4 separate regions of the Pan troglodytes genome follow, and regions 1, 2 and 4 are each linked to region 3. A link is a contact called in public Hi-C and HiChIP or PLAC-seq data. All regions are on one chromosome and are shown on one strand. The core of a region is the stretch at or near the end of the contact, and the rest is flanking DNA. Distances in the headings are between cores, read along the strand shown. Region 1 holds the start of EDF1 (endothelial differentiation related factor 1). Region 2 holds the start of RABL6 (RAB, member RAS oncogene family like 6). Region 3 holds the start of ABCA2 (ATP binding cassette subfamily A member 2). Region 4 holds the start of TMEM141 (transmembrane protein 141).

Region 1 (2,700 bases), core at 15-2,514, 170 kb after region 3:
GCCGCGCCTATAGTCCCATCGCTTGAGCGCAGGACGTCGAGGCTGCAGTGAGCTGAGATCTCAATGTTGTGCTCCAGCGTGGGCCACAGAGTGAGACCCTGTCTATAAAAATAAAAATCCTAAAAAAGTTGTTCAATAATAATGTATAATGACCTTTCTCATTATACAAAACGGCTGGAAAATAGGGTATTACAGAATTATTGTCATATAACATATATACTTTATACATTACAGAAAATAAACATCATGCAAAACCATTCATTTTTGCAACCGATGTTTTCACAGTTTTCCATTCTTTTTCTTTTTCTTTTTTTTTGAAACGCAGTTTCATTCTTGTTGCCCAGGCTGGAGTGCAACAGCGCGATCTCGGCTCACCGCAACCTCCGCCTCCCGGGTTCAACTGATTCTTCTGCCTCAGCCTCCCCGAGTAGCTGAGATTACAGGTGCCCGCCACCACGTCCGGCTAATTTTGTGTTTTTAGTAGAGACGGGGTTTCTCCATGTTGGTCAGGCTGGTCTCGAACTCCCGACCTCAGGTGATACGCCCGCCTCGGCCTCCCAAAGTTCTGGGACTACAGGCGTGAACCACCGTGCCCGGCCTGCGTTCTTTTTCTTAAAGAGTCCCACCTGCGGATCACGAGATCAGGAGATGGAGACCATCCTGGCCCGTCTCTACTAAAAATAAAATAAAATAAATAAATTAGCCGGGCGTGGTGGCTGACGCCTGTAGTCCCAGGTACTCGGGAGGCTGAGGCAGGAGAATGGCATGAACCCGGGAGACGGAGTGAGCCGAGATCGCGCCACGGCACCCAGCCTGGGCGACAGAGCAAGACTCCATCTCAAAAAATAAAAGTTAAAAAAAAAAAAAAAGTGTCCCACCCCACGCTGCGTTTCGGGCCCCACGGCCCTGGTCCTCGAGCGCAGGTCCCAGCCGCGCAGGCGGCAAAACAAAGGGGGGCGGCCGCACGGCTAGAGCGGAGACCCCGCGCCCCCTCCGCCCGCGTGGCCCGGCCGGGGTGCGGGGCCCGGGGAGGCGCGGGGGCTGCGCGTCGGGGCGCAGCCGCCGCCCTCGTGTGCTCGGAAGCCGCGGGGCCCGGGCTCCGGGGTCCTCCCGACCTGCACCCCCAGCGGCTATCGCGCCTCGCCAGGCCAGGCCAGGCCCCGACGTCGCCCTCCCCACGTCGCCGGCGCCCGGCCACGGCGTCCCTCAGACGAGCCGAACGCCGAATGGCCCCGAGCACGGGAAGTGCCCGCCCCCCGCGTGCAGCCAGCCAATGGGACGCCGGAAGCGGGGAGGTGCCGAGGGGACGTAGCGTCGCCGCGCCAGGTCTCTAGCAGCTGCCGCTGAGCCGCCGGACGGACGCTCGTCTTCGCCCGCCATGGCCGAGAGCGACTGGGACACGGTGACGGTGCTGCGCAAGAAGGGCCCTACGGCCGCCCAGGCCAAATCCAAGCAGGTGCTTTGCTGACTGAGGAGCGGCCGGGCCGGGCGGGGCGGACGCTGGGCCGGGGCCACGGACCGTGGGGCAAGGGGCTCGGGGAAGGGCAGGCGGGGCCTGGGACAGGGCGCAGGGGACGGGGACAAGGCTGGGGTGCCGGGGGCAGGACGGGGTTCGAGGGGCGGGGCGAATCGCAGGGGTAGGAGGACCGGGCCAGGACAGGGGTGGGAAGGTGGGGGGCGGACCCAGGTGGGGATGGGCGGATCGAGGAGGCAGGGGGCGGGCGACTGGAGGAGGAGAGGAGCAGGGAACCGGACGGGGCAAGGGGCAGGCGATAGGGCCGGGACCAGTGCCAGGGTGGGGCGGGGAGGGGATAGGGGCAGGGACTGTTGGTGGGGACAGGTGTGAGGACAGAGGCAGGAGGTGGGGACGGGGACGGGGACAAGGCTGGGGGCCTTGTGTGAGGATAGGGGACAGAGAACCAGGGTGGGCACTGGGAACGGGGGCAGGGATGGAGATGGGGACAGGGCTTGGAAGAACAGGGTAGAGTGGGGTACAGGGCTTAGGACAGGGGTGGGGACTGGGGCAAGCTGCAGGAACCAGCGATGAGGGTGGGGAATTGGGGTTGGGATAGGGCTGGGGGCCATTGGACAGCAGTTGAGGGCCTGGGGCGGGAGACTGGGTGACGGGGCAGAGGTTAGTGACCTGAGTGGGAGCTGGGGACAGGGGGTAGGCTCCTCCCTGAGAATTTTCTCTCTGCCTGGGACCTGCTTGGTTCTACTGGTCTCCGCTGGTCAGATACTGCCCAGGGAGCCTGCCTGGGTGCATCACAGGCTGTAGAGAGTGCCTGCTTCAGGGGACCCCATGAGCAGGTGGACCCTGTTGCACAGGTGGAAGATGGGCGTGCCCTGAACAGTACTTGTGGAAGGAGATTACCAATGTGGCTGATGGATCCGAGGGTCAGTTGTGAGTCTGATGTAATAGGGAGGACAGTTTAGTCACCGCCTCTGCCTCATTCGTACCCTCAGGTGGCCTAGGGCTGAAGCCTTTGAGGCCAGTTGGGCCAGGATGCGCTGGGGCTCTGGTGACAGGGATTCATTGGTCTGCCCTACCCTTACTGGTTGCACAGTCAAAACCAAATTCACTCTCCTTTTCTTTTAAAGGAAACTTAATGGCCACAAGCTAGGAGTCATGGGAATAATTGCGTGGCAGCATCTGTGAGCAGATCACACTTAGGATGCTCCACAAGTCACTTCTCTGAA
Region 2 (2,700 bases), core at 11-2,510, 230 kb after region 3:
AAGTGACCAAAAAACTGGATAGGCGTAGCGTCCTAAAACCTCATAGAAACATACGGAAATGGCTAAGAGGGAAGCAATGTCAAAACAGGGAACCACATAAAAGCTTTCAAAAACTACTGGGAAAGAGCCCGCAAGATAGAAAAACTCATAAGAGGTCGAGGACAATTTACACAATTTGTAACAAAGGAATGGAGCGTCTCAGGCACTCAGGAGTCCGTAAATGACTCCTCCTTCCTACGAGAAATGGGATGTCTCCTACAGTCGCAAGTCAGCCCGTGCCTTCTGGAGCTTTTCTAGATACGTCTCTTACAAACGCTTCTTAAAAAAAAAAGGCGAGAATGTGTGGCGTAGCTAATATTCTGTCTTCAAACTCAGTAGGAAGTCAACAAAGAAAAATCCCGCTGAAAGCGCCAAGGCCGGCTGGGTTCCCCGCACCTCCTGCAGGTGAGTGGTGCCCGGGGCTGGGCACCGTGGAGCGTCGGGGGCGCGGCGCCCCGGGCCGGCGGGCCCTGCTTGGCATTATGTAATCACCCCCGGGCCGGGCAGCCGGGCCAACCCCGCCGCCGCCGACCCGCTCCACTGCACAGCGCGGCGGGAGCGACACGCGGCAGGCGAGTGCGGCTGGGAAACGACCCGCGGCTCGGGGGCCGCGAGGACCCGGTCCTGGCCTGGCCTGGCCTCTCCTCGCGTCCCCTGGCCCGCGCCCCCGCTCCCGGAGCGCCCGGCGGGCCCAGCGCACCCCACAACCGGCAAGCAGGCGAGACCGACACCCACCACCGCGCGGCGCCCTGGGCCTGGGCTCGGAGACCCGCGCGGCGCTCCCGCGCCCCCCCGGCCCGCCGCACTCACTGTTGTACTGCACCCCCTTGGCGAAGCGCCTCTGCAACGCCTGGTTCATGGACTGCAGCCCGGCGGGGATGTTCTTGTCCCGGCCCGGGGCCTGGTCCGACCCCACCAGCTTCTTCAGGGCGGAAAACATCTTCCCGCTCGGACGTCCCAGCCCGGGCGCGGCCGGCGAGCTCAGCGGCGGCGGGGAAGGGGTGCGACTGGCACCATGTCCCGGCGGCCCCGGCCCCCCCGGAGGCCGGAGCCGGCGCGGCCAGAGGCCGGGGTCCCGGCGGCGGAGCGCAGCCCCGAGCGACGACTCGGGAACCTCAGCCGCGGCTGCTCCGATCCGGCCCCCGCGGCCTCCGGCGCGGCCGCTCTCCAGGCGTCAGCGCCGCCATCTTGGCGCCGGCTCGGCGGGACGGGAGGGGCGCGCGGCTACGGGGCGCCGCGAGGGCCGCGGCGCGCGCGGTCGGCGCATGCGCACGCGGTTCTGGCGCGCAGTTCCCGGCCCGGGCTACCTCCTTACGCAGAACCTCCCCCGATCCTGCGTGTCCCGTGCTGCTCTCCGAGACCCCGGTCGCCCCAGCGTCCGCAGCAGTCCTGGAAAAATGTTTATTTGTGTAGCAAAGCAGGGAGCGGGGCGGCGGGGCTACTTCTTCTTTTTCTTGGCCGCCTTGAGCTTCCCCTCGATTAGCCGCTGCGCCTGCCTCTTGATCTCGGCGCGCGAAGGGACGTAGCTGTGGTCCATGTCGGCGAACTGGAAGGTGTCTGCGGGCGGAGGCGGCGGCTCGCACACGGGGCTACCCCACCTAGGCGCAGCCGCCCGACCCGCTTCTCGCCCCCGCCCTCCACCGACCCGGGCCAGGTGCCTTGCCCCAGGGACAGCCCCAGCGTGCCGGGAGGACTCAGCCCAGCCCATTCGCAGCGGCTCACGCTGCCCTGCCTAGCCTTTCCCGCAGAACCCCCAGTGGAAGCTCCGGCCCAGGCCTTCCCCGCGCTCCTCCCTGCTCCAGCCCTGGTGCCTCTCCTCCGGGCCTGTCTGGCATGGCATGCCTCCTCCTTTCGGAGAAATTAACAAGGTATTTCAGTGGCTTTAGCCTCCCCATGGCATCACTAAGTCACCTCCATCAATTAAAGTCCTGCAGGTACAACTGATGCATCCTGTAGCCCCGCTGTCCCTCCAGGATGTCCCGGTGGGATGGGAGCCGGCGCCACCCCGACCTCTGTTCCAGCCACCCGCCTGCAGCCCGGGCCCCAGTTCCGGGGCCTGTACCGATCATATCCTCCTCCCGGTCCTCAAAGCTGATCCTAGTGTTGTACTTCTCCATCAGAGTCGAGGACTCCAGGGTGTCCCTCACCTTTGTGTCGCCCTGCAGGGCAAAGCCCCCTTCAGCCGTGCAGACACTCTGAACGGGAGCCTGTCAGCTTTGAGGGGACGTGGGCTGTGCAGGTTCCTCCCAGCCCGGGGCTACCTCCTCGGTCCTGGACACCATCTGCACTCTGTCAGCCAGGTACGTGAGCTTCCCCTCGCAGTACGCCAGCTTGCTGTTCAAATCGAGGGTGTCGGAGAGCACCACTTCTCTCTGTAGGCCGGGAGGAGGGTCTCATCTCCCCTCTGGCCCTGCCCAGGGACCTGGTGTGTGGCAGCTCAGCCTCACTCCTGGTACCTGGGTCGCAGGCAAGGTGATGCCCATCAGCCGGACATAGAGGTTGTCGATGCCCATCTGGATGGTCAGCAGCAGCTCCTGGCCCTTGGTCATGTTGCTGTGCGCCAGCTGGAGCCTCTCTTCTTCCTCTTTTAGCATGTCTGTCATCTTCTTCTCAACGGACTTGAAGCTGCAGAAGGCAATAGGGACACAGCAGTGAGGGGCA
Region 3 (2,700 bases), core at 197-2,696:
TGCAGGTGGGCACTGGAGCATGCAGAGGAGGTGAGAGCGGGAGGGAGGTAACGGGTGCCTGCTGCGGCAGACGGGAGGGGAAAGGCTGCCGAGGACCCTCCCCACCCTGAACAAATCTTGGGTGGGTGAAGGCCTGGCTGGAAGAGGGTGAAAGGCAGGGCCCTTGGGGCTGGGGGCACCCCAGCCTGGTTTGTGGGGGCCAAACCTGGGACCCCGAGCTTCCTCGGTAGCAGAGGCCCTGTGGTCCCCGAGACACAGGCACGGGTCCCTGCCACGTCCATACTTCTGAGGTCCCTGTGTGTAGGCTGGGGCGGGGCCCAGGAGACCACGGGGAGCAAACCAGCTTGTTCTGGGCTCAGGGAGGGAGGGTGGTGGACAATAAACGTCTGAGCAGTGCCTCGTGGGTCTGGCCCGTGTCTCATGGGTCACCTCCGTGCAGGGCCACAGAGCCTGCGTCTGCCCTCCCCTGACATGTCGCCCCCACGGCCATGGGGCTGCTTGTTCCCCACGGGGGGTCCTGTCGCCTGACTTCGGGGCCTTTGCTCACCCTCCGCCTGAGAGCCCTCCCTGTGCCGGGCTGCCCACTGGCTACCCCAGTTCCTACAGCCTCCACCAGACGGCCCCTTATCAGAGAGCCTTCTGTGTCCCCCAAAAGGCCAAGGCGATGAGCCCAGGAGTTCGAGACCAGCCTGGGCAGTGTAGTGAAATCTCATCTCTACCAAAAACACAAGAATTAGCAGTGCGTGGTGGCTCACGCTTGTGGTCTCAGCTACTTGGGATACTGAGGTGAGAGGATGGCTTGAGCCCAGGAGGTTGAAGCTTCAGTGAGCCGTGATCACACCACGGCACTCCAGCCTGGGCAACAGAATGAGACCCTGTCTCAAAACAAAAACCAAAACAGGCCAAGGTTGGGGAAGAGTAGGGAACGGACGTCAGAGGCCTGGCCAGGCTGAAAGCGCCCATCTCCCAGGCCCGCAGGCTGGAGGGTGTCTGGGGTGACAGGGTCTGACCTGTGCCTTGTAGCTCCCTCTGGTGGCCAGTGCTGGGGAGGCACTGGGGATGCAGCTGCAGCCAGGGAGCCCCTGTAGTGGACGGTGGAGAGTGGGGCGAGGAGGAGAGAGGCCAACCCACGGGTGGTGCTGACCAGGGCCCCAACAGGCTAAGCCGCCGGGGCTGGGGCACAGGGCTTGTCCCTACCCCAGGTAGGGGTGGGCAGGTTGAGGGCAGGAAGCCCCCCTCACCCATGGCTGTGGCTTGTGGGAAAGACCTGCTGGTAGCTTCCTGCCCTGACCCAGCCCTGTGGACTGAGCAGAGAAAAGCAAGTGCCTTGAGGCTGCGGGCTGGGGTGGGAAGCTGATCCCTCACTCACTAGCCCAGGGTCACCTTCCTGCTGCAAAGGAGCTGGGAGGAGTGGGGAGCTGTGGCCTCGGAGGTCTTCATTCACTTGAGGATGCGCCTTCTATGTGCGCCCTGACACTGGACACCACACAGCCCTACTCCACCCCATTCACAGCTGGGGAAACTGAGTCTGGAAAGCGCCGTCAGAGCCACCCATGGGGTCAGCCTGTCCTCTGTCGCTCTCTACAGGCCACGCGGAGGAACTGCCCCACCTCCCGGGGCGCCCCAGCAGGTGCCAAGCCGCAGCCGCAGAACCGCCTGATCCCGAACTCCCTGTGCAGAGACCAGACTCGCCCGAATACGGGGAGAAAAATGAGCCGCGTGCAGCAGGGGCCGCCTCGGTCCCCTGCCTGCTCCGCCCACGGCGAGCGTTCCTGGGGCCTCGGGTTTCCCCCCTTCCGCTGGCTGCTCGGAATCGCGGGACGGACCCACCTGGCCGCCCTGCCTCCCTTCCAGGTGGGCACCACCTGGACTCCAAGTGCTGGTTTACAAAGCACACAGGAGACCCTTACGGGGGTGAGCTGGCCCCTCGCCAGCGTCCGCTCGGCGCGCCCCGGGGACAGTGAAGGCTTGGGGCGCCTCTGCAGAGTCGCCAGCGCGGTGGGCGCAGCCGGATGCCTCTGGGAGAAGAGCGCAGCGCCCGAGGGTCCCCCGGCCTACGAAGGCTAAGCCGGGGTCTCGGATTCGATGTGGGCGCGTCGCGTGACGCCCGGCGAGGGGCGGCCCGGAGGCTTCCCGGCGGCGGCGCGCGCAGGGTCTCGGGCCCGGGTCGGTCCCGGGCGCGGCGCGGGCGGCGGGCGCCTCCTGGCGGGCGCGGACGGAGCGCGGCGCCTTTAAGCGGGGGCGGGCGGGGCGCGGGCAGAGTCGCTGTCGCCGCGGCCGCCGGGGCGGAGCCAGCGCGGATCGGGTCCCGGACGCCCGAGCGCCCCGCCCCCGCGCGGGCGATGCCCAGCGGCGCGGCGGGCTGCGGGGCCCGGCGGGGCGCGCAGAGGAGCGGGCCGCGGCGCTGAGGCGGCGGAGCGTGGCCCCGCCATGGGCTTCCTGCACCAGCTGCAGCTGCTGCTCTGGAAGAACGTGACGCTCAAACGCCGGAGCCCGGTGAGCCCACCCCACGCACCCGCCCTCAGCCCGAGGCCGCGCGCACCGCGGCCAGAGGCGCGCTCCCCGCGCGCACGTGCGGACGGCCGGGCGCGCGCAGACCCCGGCGGGCGCTGGGGGCGGCGCGGGCCCGAGCCCCCTCCCCGCCGGGCCCTGCCCTCGCCTGCCGGCGCTGCGGCCTCCGGGGAGGTGGCTCGGTCGTGT
Region 4 (2,700 bases), core at 23-2,522, 240 kb after region 3:
AAAGGGAGCTCTCCAAGATCTGTCTACTGCGCCCACCCCCAGCTCCAACCCATCTGGGAGTCACATGCTGAGGAGGCTGGGCCAGAGGGAGGGACCTTGTCTAGGCTATCGCATGGTGCACCCAGGCTTGGCTGCCCAAAACTCTGGGTGCTGGAGCTGTGGCATTCACTTCTCGCTAACCCCCAGGCTCTCTCACCTGTGCTCCTGTCTTTGGGGAGCTGCCCGGTCTCCAGGAAGAGCCAGAGGTTGTTGCATTTCTCCGACTCCACTCTCGTCACCCCGTAGCTGACCACAGAGCCTGCAACTGTGGAGCAGGAAATGGAAGAGGGCTGGGGCCTCTGTGCTTCCCAGGCTAAGAGAACCGGGCACAGGCTACTTCCTGACAGACGTGGTGGGTGGGCTCAGGTGGGGCTCCCGCCGAGACCTGGGGCTCCACGTCAGAGTCAGGGACGCAGAACCACAGCCCCAACCCTAGCAGAAACCCACCCCTCAAAGAGCCCAGGCAGGGGCCCTGGAGTACCCACCCACGGCCACTAGGAGGCTCCACTGCAAAGGGTATGGAAACTTCCTCTGAATGAACATCTGCAAGCCAAAGGCCATGCCAGTGCCTGCAAAGAGCCGAGGTCCCCATCAACCTGTACCCGGGGATGGCCAGGGCCCACCTTGCCAGGCCCCCAGCACCTGCGGGCAGGTGACTTGGCGCCCCCTGCTGGGGAGCCAGGGCAGGGCAGGAGGGTGCGTTCTCTCCCAGCCGCAGGACACCTGGACGCAGCCTACCTGTGATGAAGGTGAAAACGCCCTTCATGAAGGCGTGTGACTGGCATGCGGCATACTCCCCGAGTCCCTGGGGTGGCAGAGGCGGGTGAAGGCTCGATCCCCTGCCCTCTTCCTTCACCGCCTCTCCTGTCCCTCCTCTGGGCACACCCTGGCTGTGGAGGAGTGAGACCCTGGGCACTTGGACACGTCCCACCTCCCCGATGCCAACCCGGACGCCCTGAGCCCCTTAGCAAGAGAGTGCCCCCAGCCTCCGCCACTCTTCCCTGACGAAGGCACCCCCACGCCCCAGCCCCCCGTCTCGCTCAGGTCAGCTTGTGGGGTCTGAGGCCCGCGTCCCAGACCGGCCTTCTCACCGGGTGCTTGGCAGCCACGGCGTCGTCCACCCGGGACAGACCCAAATTCACCATGGTTGGCAGGGCTCGGGGAGCGGGCCTGCGCAGGCGCAGGCGGAAGGGCGGGGCGGGAACCTGGGGGTGTGGCCTAGAGGACAGGCCTGCGCAGTTGCGGGCGGAGGAGTGGGGCCCGGATCTGGGGGCGAGGCCTAGGGACGGGCGCGCGCTGGAACAGGCGGAGGGGGCGGGGCCTAGGAGACGGGGCCTGAGGGCGGGGCCTGAGGGACGGGACTTTGGAGACGCGACCTGGGGGCGGGGCCTGAGAGACAGGACCGGGGAGCGGGCCTGCGCAGGCGGAGGTGTCGGGTTCTAAGAGGCGGGGCCTGCCAGGTGCAGGCGGAGGGGCCAGGGCCTTGGATTGGGGGCGGAGCATGGATCGAGCCTGCTAGAGCGCAGGGGAGAGGGGTGGGGCCTGGGGCCTGGCCACGCCTCTAGGAGCTTGGGCCCTGTGACCTCCGGCGACGACTGGGCGGGGCGAAGGCGGGCACCGGGCGGGGCGTGGCTGAGAGCGTGCGCTCCTCCCCCCGGCCGGGCCTCATTCCCACACTTGCAGAGGCCTAATGATTGTCAAGAGTTATTTTGCTTGAGGACTACAATCAGGGATTGAATTTCTCATAAGCCACCACGGAGTGGGGATGTATAAAATTACTGTTTAGCAAAGTGGTTCTGTAACCAGCAGCTTAGTAGCTGAGCCTCAAACTCCTTTTGTTTTGCATGACAAAGAGTCTTTACTTTTAAATAATTATCGATACACCAAGTAATAACATGCACAAGTTCTTGAATTCTATCATCTAGTAATTTTGATTAAGAGAAACTAAAATCAGCCCAAACAATTCCACTAGTATTCACTGGTGTAACCATTAGCAAGAACGGACGACTTCAAGTCAGGCTGCTGCTTCACACAGGTTACAAATAACTATTTACTACTTTTTCATCGATAAAGTCCTTGATCTTCAAGAAAGTGCTAGGGGAAAAAATTAACCCCTTCCTTTCTTCAAAGAATTATTATGTGGTTTTTTTTTTAACTAGATCAAAGAAAGAAAAAGTCAACACTGATACACGTGTTGCTTGAGCCAAAAGGCATGGGAAAAAAGACAACATATAACCATTAAATTCCTAAGAAATATGAGGTAAAAAGATGAAATCTTGGCCAGGCGCGGTGGCTTACGCCTGTAATCCCAGCACTTTGGGAGGCCGAGGCGGGTGGATCACAAGGTCAGGAGTTAAATACTAGCCTGGCCAAGATGGTGAAACCCCGTCTCTACTAAAAATACGAAAATTAGCCGGGCGTGGTGGCAGGTGCCTATAATCCCAGGTACTGGGGAGGCTGAGGCAGGAGAATCACTTGAACCTGGGAGGCGGAGGTTGCAGGGAGCCAAGATCGTGCCACTGCACTCCAACCTGGGCGACAGAGTGAGACTCTGTTTCAAAAAAAAAAAAAAAAAAAAAAAAGGCTGAAGTCTTTAGATAATTTCTAAGTCTGTACAAAAAAGCTAGATTTGCTACTCTCCAAAATGTGGAAGGACCTACT

Evidence for each region. A called contact is a pair of places that touch in the nucleus more often than the background predicts. HiChIP or PLAC-seq counts read pairs in DNA pulled down with a chosen protein or histone mark.
Region 1: a contact with region 3 is called in an H3K4me3 HiChIP or PLAC-seq map of stem cell-derived excitatory neurons, with 2.3 times the contacts expected there. The contact joins the promoter of EDF1 here to the promoter of ABCA2 in region 3. A contact is called at or near these places in 1 of 7 Hi-C or Micro-C datasets (induced pluripotent stem cells) and 1 of 1 datasets of contacts at active chromatin or transcription factors (stem cell-derived excitatory neurons).
Region 2: a contact with region 3 is called in an H3K4me3 HiChIP or PLAC-seq map of stem cell-derived excitatory neurons, with 2.8 times the contacts expected there. The contact joins the promoter of RABL6 here to the promoter of ABCA2 in region 3.
Region 4: a Hi-C map of stem cell-derived neural progenitor cells shows a contact between it and region 3, with 3 times the contacts expected there. The contact joins the promoter of TMEM141 here to the promoter of ABCA2 in region 3. A contact is called at or near these places in 3 of 7 Hi-C or Micro-C datasets (blood, induced pluripotent stem cells and stem cell-derived neural progenitor cells), 1 of 1 datasets of contacts at active chromatin or transcription factors (stem cell-derived excitatory neurons) and 1 of 1 other capture datasets (stem cell-derived neural stem cells).

What each region holds. Positions count from the first base shown.
Region 1 is chr11:1,591,135-1,593,834 of NHGRI_mPanTro3-v2.0_pri, forward strand. EDF1 (endothelial differentiation related factor 1) reads left to right here and starts at 1,265. Exons shown (of 5, transcript XM_016962184.4): 1 at 1,265-1,456. The coding sequence starts at 1,379.
Region 2 is chr11:1,648,782-1,651,481 of NHGRI_mPanTro3-v2.0_pri, forward strand. RABL6 (RAB, member RAS oncogene family like 6) reads right to left here and starts at 1,261. Exons shown (of 15, transcript XM_016962178.3): 1 at 850-1,261. The coding sequence starts at 979. It overlaps CCDC183 (coiled-coil domain containing 183), which reads right to left. Exons shown (of 14, transcript XR_010148528.1): 11 at 2,496-2,664; 12 at 2,301-2,373; 13 at 2,102-2,198; 14 at 1,427-1,596. LOC107976827 (a long non-coding RNA gene) reads left to right here and starts at 1,596. Exons shown (of 3, transcript XR_001721107.3): 1 at 1,596-1,907; 2 at 2,205-2,339; 3 at 2,631-2,700.
Region 3 is chr11:1,422,393-1,425,092 of NHGRI_mPanTro3-v2.0_pri, forward strand. ABCA2 (ATP binding cassette subfamily A member 2) reads left to right here and starts at 1,447. Exons shown (of 48, transcript XM_016962210.3): 1 at 1,447-1,854. The coding sequence starts at 1,462. It overlaps FUT7 (fucosyltransferase 7), which reads left to right. Exons shown (of 2, transcript XM_016962214.4): 2 at 1-396.
Region 4 is chr11:1,665,069-1,667,768 of NHGRI_mPanTro3-v2.0_pri, forward strand. TMEM141 (transmembrane protein 141) reads right to left here and starts at 1,273. Exons shown (of 5, transcript XM_001162853.7): 1 at 1,131-1,273; 2 at 778-844; 3 at 525-608; 4 at 197-304. The coding sequence starts at 1,184.